2 separate regions of the Ovis aries genome follow, and region 1 is linked to region 2. A link is a contact called in public Hi-C data. All regions are on one chromosome and are shown on one strand. Each heading gives the region's core, a stretch centred on a gene start, on an enhancer-like site or on the middle of the called end of the contact. The rest is flanking DNA. Distances are from core to core; before and after follow the strand shown. Region 1 has its middle 28 kb from the start of TRNAY-GUA. Region 2 holds the start of MAP1B (microtubule associated protein 1B).

Region 1 (3,623 bases), core at 118-2,617, 310 kb after region 2:
AGATTCTAGGAACACAGCAATGAACCAGACCGTCGGGACTCCCGCCTCACACAGCTTACATTGGATGAGGCAAAACACACGACACCAGGTAAGCCAACTGGCCAGCCAAGTGAGAAGACAGCTACCAGTCATCACAAATGCAGGGAAAGGAGTGAGAGAAAGTCATGGACCAGGGGACCTGAGACAGAGAAGCCTCATGAAATGATGCTGTGAGGAAGAGACTCTCAGGGGAGGTCATGTCTGCGCTGATTCCTGAGGAAAAGCAGCCAGCCCTGTGAGGATCTGAGGGATGAGAACTCCAGTCAGACGGTCAGCAGGTGCCAAGGCCCTGCGGCAGAGAGGCGCCTGGAGAGCAGCAATCAAGAGGGGAGGAGGGAAGCCGGGCTCAGACGGTGAAGTCTCAGGGGGTGGATTCTTTGGGCCATGTTGCAAAAAGCCATGGGACATGGCACAGTGCTGAGTCCCCAGGGAACTTTAAGTAACTCCCACATCGCGAAGCCTGTGTGCCCTCAGCAGAGCAAGCTACCTGGGACCACCAAGCACTGCCTCCAGGGGGCCCAGTTACCCCCACCCCACCAACCGTTTCAGTGGGCACAGTGAACAACCCCTCAGACCTGGAGTCCGACTTCCTGGCTTTCAGTCCCTCTATTCACTCTGTTTTCTCTAGTCACTAGCTGAATGATCTGGGGGCAAATTACTGAACCTAAACTTCAGTTTTCTGACCTGAAAAATGGTATCATCAAGTACATAACCCAGAAGATGACTGAGAAAATTAAATGAGATGATGAGTGTCAAATGCTCAGCACAGTGCTGGGACAAGGAAGCATACACCGAAGGCAGTTTTTATGTTGTGATGGTTATTCTTGTATTATTCTTGGTGGGTGATCAGCCCTGAAGTGTAATCACTGCCTGATGGAAAGTGCTGGAATCTCTGGCATCAGCTCTATTAGTTTCTGGGCTGACAACAGCAGATAGGTGAAGAGGAAAAGGGGAAAAAAAATAGATAATCCAAAACATCTACTATTTTTCCAAATAACGTGATCTCTACTACTTTTTTTCCATGCAAGTTGCTAGAGAGTTCCAATCTTTTTCGTTCAGCATTCCTCTCCAAGCTCCATTCTCTTTCATGTTCGTGTAGGTACCGAGAAAACATCAGAAGTGACATGACTCTCCACTGGAGAATCACTAAGTGATAGTGTCGGGCACCATGATAAGAAACACAATTTTTAGATGAAAAGAGAAGAGAATTTAACCCGAGTGAATGCCAAGGCCAGGATTTTTGTTCAGATCTCCCAGGAAACAGTTTCATCCAAAAGCCAAGACTGGAACTACAATAAGCGTTTTCTTTTCTTTGGTGTGCCCAGAGTCCATTAAGAACCAAGCCCTGGTGCCACCTACTGGCCATCTCCAGAACTGAAGAACAAACTCAGAGGACCCCCTTTGCCTCCTTGTCAGAAATTAAGTTTAGCGGGGGGAAACTGGTAATTTCACAGTAACTTCTGTGTTTTCAACCTCCTGTGAATTACTTGAATTGAGAAAAGCATATGGTGACAGTCTCAGTTACTTACAGTCCCCACAAGGGACAGGCCCTGACATGCCACCACTTGCTTTGTAAGAACTTGTCACCCAATGAGGTACCCAGAGATAGAGACAGCATATTTTTTTTCAGTGGGGCAGTGCCTGGCTCCACTCCCATCAACGCATCCAGTCTTACAAGAAGATAGTCTCTACTGCACAAATTTGTATCCTTGAATACTTTCACTTACGGGAGATACTTTACACAAAGAAATCACGCGTGGACTCTGCCTTCGGAGAGTGGAGCTGGCAGCTCACTATACAACTGCAAGCCTAAATCCCCTCTGTCCCCAGAATCTCAGGATAAGAGATTCTCCCTAAGGTAAGAGAAGATGGCCACTCTCGTCATCATCAGCTCAGTTCAGTCGCTCAGTCGTGTCCAACTCTTTGTGACCCCATGGACTGCAGCACGCCAGGCCTCCCTGTCCATCACCAACTCCCAGAGTTTACTCAAACTCATGTCCTTCACGTCGGTGATGCCATCTAACCATCTCATCCTCTGTCGTCCCCTTCTCCTCCTGCCTTCAGTCTTTCCCAGCATCGAGGTCTTTTCCAATGGAGTCGGTTCTTCCCATCAGGTGGCCAGAGTATTGGAGCTTCAGCTTCAGCATCAGTCCTTCCAATGAATATTCAGGACTGGTCTCCTTTAGGATGGACTGGTTGGATCTCCTTGCAGTCCAAGGGGTGCTGCAACCCCTGAACCCCACTCACCTGGAGCCAATGCCCTGCAACAAGAGAAGCTGCAGCAAGGAGAAGTCTGCCCACTGGAACAGAGAACAGCCCTGGCTTGCTGCAGCTAGAGGAAAGCTCGAGCAGCAGTGAAGACCCAGCACAGCCAAAAGTAAACTCAAAAAAAAATTTTAATGCATTGAGTCCATCAACAGAGGAGTGGATAAAGAAGATGTGCTGCACATATACAATGGAATATGACTCAGCCATAAAAAAGAACAGAATGATGCCATTTGCAGCAAGACGGATGTGCATGGAGACGGTCACACCGAGTGAAGTAGGTCAGAGAAGGAAAAATATCACTTCTATGTGGAATCTTTTTTAAAAAATTATACAAATGAACTGATTTACAAAATAGAAAGAGAGTCACAGATGTAGAAATCAGTCTTGCAGTTACCAGGGAGGGAAGGTAGGGAGGGATAAATGGGAGATTGAGATTGGCATATACACACTACTATATATAGAACAGATAATGAACAAGGATCTACTGTGTAGCACAGGGAACTCTAGTCAATATTCTGTAATGACCTATATGAGAAAAAAAAGTCTTTAAAAAAATGGATATATGTGTTTGTATAACTGACTCACTTTGCTGTACACCCGAGACTAATACAACATTCTAAATCAACTATACTCCAATGAAAACTTTGAATCTGAAAATTGACAAATAAAATGTATTGAGTCTTCTCTGCCTGCCGGATAAGCACTTCACCTACAGCTCCTCACTTAATCTCAACAAAAATCTTTGCACTTGATATCATTTTTGTTTCCACCTAGCAGATAAGAAAACAGGCTTAGAGAGAGCTTAAACACTTGCCCGTGAGCAGCAGAAATGAAACACAACATGACTGCACTGGTTACAACCAGAGTTGAAACAATACAAATAAAGTATGATGAATTTAAGGAGGAAAAATTTCCCTTAGGAAGGCAGTATAATATGTCAATAAGTTTAAAAAATACATCAAGTAAAATTTTCTCTCTCCACATTAAAAAAAAAAAAAATCAATCAATCACTTGCCCAGGATCTTAGAGCAAGTAACTAGTAGATGCAAGATCCAAACTCATACATCCTCATTCCTCTTAATCACTCGAAGTATTTCTCAGAGACCCAGGACTTAGGATTTCCACAGGCACTCATGAAACACAACCACTCCTTATATCTGCAGGATGAACGAAAGGGGTAATTCTCCATCAAGACGCTCTCCAAGCCCCTGTAGATGTGTGTGGCAGGAAGAAGAGGTGGTGCTTTAGCACCCAGCACCACTCAACCTATTCTTCTCGAACAGCACACACCCCGTATACACCTTCCCCTTCATCTT
Region 2 (3,824 bases), core at 100-2,599:
ACTTCGCGCGCAACAAAGCCGGGTTGAAGCAGACGAGGGGCACGCTGCACCCCCAAGCGCCGGCGGAACGCACGCCCGGTCGGGCGCGCCCAGTGGGGGCGCCGCAGTGCGGGGGGCAGGTGCATCGGGCGGGGGCACTGCGGCAGCCCGGGTGGGGCTGCGGGGCGGGTCGGTCCGCGCGCCCGAGGCTGCGCCCGCTGGATCCTTACGGCCCCGCCCAGGGTTTCCCAGCGAACCGCTATTCGGCCTCTGCAGAGCGCGCTCCTACTGCCCGCACCGGGCCAGGCGCCGGCCCTACCCACCACCCCACCCCCAAGCCATCACTCCCGAGGCAAAGACTTTTAAAAGGAGAAGCCCCACCCCGCAACTTGGGGGTCCCATTGTCCTTGCTGAAAGCTGCAACCGAGGCCCCAGGGGCAGTAGCGAGGCAGGCGCCGTCTGGGAACGAGGCGCAGGCGGTTCTCCATCTCTGCGTCCCGAGGGGGGGGGGGGGGGGGGGCGGGCGTGGCCCTAGGACTAGCCTAGTCATTCCGAGGGAAGAAAAGATGGAGAGGTTTTAAGCTAGCAAAGGCACTTCTCGGGGCTGAGGTGGTTGTGGCTAGAGGGATTCCCACGCGCGCCCTGGCACATGGTACTTCAGCCTCGGGTCTGCTGACGAGGGGCAATCCCAGCATTTTGCTGTGGTGGGGGGGGGGGGAAGGGGGAGATGAAAGAGGTAATTGCAACGTTCCCCCCACCTCCCCCCCACACACACACCTTTGGTGTCCTGCGGTTGCGGCTTTATTGCAGCCTCTGCCCCTTTGACACCTGCATCTCATTTAGCGGGAGAGGCGGTAGCCAGCTGGAATCTGTAGACCCAGCCTGGTGACGGATCCCTCAAGGTTAGGAGACTCTCCCACTGGGTAGCAAATCTAATAATTTGCATTATTCTCCGAAATGAACCTGGGGCGGGGGTGGGGGGGAAGGAATCTGGACAGAGTGTGGGAAGTGGCGGAGAAAGGCGTGGGTGCGGGGCGTGCCGGAGGAGAAAGGTGGCCGTCGTGCCCTGGGTGGGGTCGCGTTTGCGCGTCTCCCCGAACGCGTCCCCTGGGGGCGCAGGGCCTCTTACCAAGCTCGATGTTGCCGATGGCGCGTCGCAGGTGCTCCTCGGTCACAATCTCGCCGACGACCACCAGCAGGTAGAATTTGCTGTCGAGGAAGCGATGCGACAGGCTGGGCGAGGTGGTCGCCGCTGGGTTGGCAATGCTGCCGGACGGCTCAGGCTCGGCGGCTTCCACCACCACGGTCGCCATCCTGCCGGCCCGTTAAGCCTCGGCGAAGTGCCCGGCTCAGGCCGCTCCGCTCGTCTGCGGCAGGAGAAAGGATTATCTCCGAAGGTGCTGTCTCCGCTCCGCCCCCTGCGTCTCCCCTCCTCCTGGCGCTGCGCGCCGCCTCCCCCTCCGCCCTCTCCGAGAGCGCGCGGCGGAGAGGAGCCGGGAGTGAGAGAGGGCGGGGAGGCGGTGCCTCTTTTATATGGAGACTAGGCAGGGCGCCGGGGAGGAGGAGGAAGAGGAGGAGGGAAGGACCACCCGGCACATCCTCGCGGGGTGGCTGCCTCCGCTCTTCCAACCGTTGGCCCAGGGCTGATGTCATCTGCAGCAAATCATCTCGCCCGCGGCCCGGAAGCTGGAGGGACGAGGTGTGTGGACAATGGTCAGGGTAGGGCCGCGAGTCAAGGGGCTGGAGGACTCGACGGGGGGAAAACACTCCCAACCCACACCCCACCCACAGCCTGCCGGCTCCAAACCCTCACCCCGCCTGTGCAGGAGAAGTGGATGGGTTTCCATTTTCAGAGTCGGGATATTTACCCTGTCCTAGGTGCACAGGCCAGGCCTCTGCCTTGGGTGCTGTCTGCGATGAAGCCAGGTCCTCAGGATCTGTGAGGACAGATCCTAGCACAGCGGATGTGGGGCTGAGGGTACCCCGCCCAGGAAGATGGAACCTGTTTTTTCTCTGATGTTGTGGATTTCGGAAGACATATTTACCACCACCTACACATGAAGAATACACCAAAGATGCAAAACCTCAGCTTACCATTGTTCAGTCTTTGGAACTTATTCTGAAAGACCCAGTGATGAAAAAGTACTGGCTTTGTAGTGCTCATGGGCAATGAGAAGAGTACAGATGCATTATTCCAGATACAGATTTCTGGTCTTAATAATATGCTGAACAGATAGTATCAGGCATAACAATAAAGAGAAGATACTGTCTCTATCCAGCAGGATTATAGTGACTATAGTGTACTTTTCAGTTCCTTGGGGAACACACAAGCAAAATTATTTCATGTAACAATGATGTCTTTTAAAATACATGTAGCATTGGGGATTTTTATTGCCTTTGTGTATGTTTAGAAGAACTCATAAAAAACGTTTAAAGGCAGCCCATCTACAACCATTTCTCACAAACACATTGAATATAATGAATATAACTTATGTCCCAGGAAGGGAGTGGTGGTGGTGAAGAAGTAACAAAATGGTCAAACATGGTACTATCATAAAAGACTGGAGAACTAGAGGCTTAAGAAAGAGGAATGAATGGAAACTAGAGCAGCCAATATAGTTTTAATACTAGACTGCATATAAATAAAAGAAAAAAAATCACCTGGATATACTAAGATTTCCAAAAAGCCTATCGTCATAGCTGTTAACCACCCCGACTTATTGGTAATGTACTCTGCTCTTACCTCCTTCCTGAAACCCTGACACGGTTTTGGCCCCATCATATATGCAAGACTGATCGACGGGGACTAAAGTTACTGGTGAGGTGCTTTCACCAGTGATCAGTGACAATGAGTTTTCAAGTAAGATGGTAACAGAGAAAGCATTCAATTTCTGTTAGAGAGGTTAGGCCATAATAGGGAGAGGAGATGTAGTAAGGAGCAGTGTTTTCCAATTTCAGCCATTGAAATCAGTGTCAGCTAGTGATGGCCTTCCATTTCTCTGAACCATCTTTATTTTTATTTATGTAACAGTTTTCATGAGCTCCATTTCTTTTCTTAAATTTATTTTAAATGAAATTGCTGCTCTATAGGTGGAAACACTAATTACTATAAATAGAAGGTATCCCTAAAATAAACATAATGAAAATAAGTACCATGACAAAAATTCCTGCTATACACTCTTGTTACTTGCTCAAGACTCTGACCCTGAGGTATACCCTAAGTTAAAAACAGAAAGTGTTAGAAAGGTATTGAAGACATACCAGCACCTGAGTTGTTCTCCATTGTCATAACAGAAGGTTGGATGAAAACATCAGAAGGGCTTTCCTACTGTGTGAGTTAGTGCAATTAAATACTATGACAATGAACCACTTAAGTCATTACCCACACTTTGAAAAAGAGACGAAATGGAAGAACACAGACTAGAGATGCTGACTGCTACTGTCCAACTTTGTAACTCTGGGCAAGTGACTCATTCTTATCTTCAGTCTCTTCATCTACATACTGAGTGAAGAATGCATTTTCAACAGTGTGAGTACCTCTGTAAAAGAAAAGTACATGATAAGAATGTAAATGCCTAATACAGTGATTGGAAGATAGTAAGCACTCAAAACATGATTGGTGACCTGTTTTGACCAAGTTTCTTGGAGAATAGAATGAAAGCATCTTACAAAATGTGTAGGTGACATCACGTTGGGCACAACTACAAACACCTCCGAAACAAGAACTGAATGTTGACACTACAAACTAGAAAAGTAGTTGCTCCCATCCCCATCTCAAGAAAAAAAAGGTAACAGTTGTAAGGAGGAAGGGGAAAGCTAACATATAAGAGTGCCAGTATTACCTG

The links. Hi-C and Micro-C count contacts between places; a contact is called where the count stands out from the background.
Region 1: a contact with region 2 is called in a Hi-C map of hypothalamus, with 6 times the contacts expected there. The contact joins the enhancer-like site here to the promoter of MAP1B in region 2. A contact is called at or near these places in 3 of 16 Hi-C or Micro-C datasets (hypothalamus and tail adipose tissue).

What each region holds. Positions count from the first base shown.
Region 1 is chr16:9,921,949-9,925,571 of ARS-UI_Ramb_v3.0, forward strand. No RefSeq gene overlaps it. Among named protein-coding and RNA genes, the nearest start is that of TRNAY-GUA, 28 kb to the left of the region's middle. Within about 2 kb of position 1,368, at least 8 of the 54 cell types and tissues checked have an H3K27ac peak or open chromatin away from gene starts, as enhancers often do. A contact at or near this core is called in hypothalamus, where this site is marked.
Region 2 is chr16:9,613,383-9,617,206 of ARS-UI_Ramb_v3.0, forward strand. MAP1B (microtubule associated protein 1B) reads right to left here and starts at 1,350. Exons shown (of 6, transcript XM_060400322.1): 1 at 1,109-1,350. The coding sequence starts at 1,292.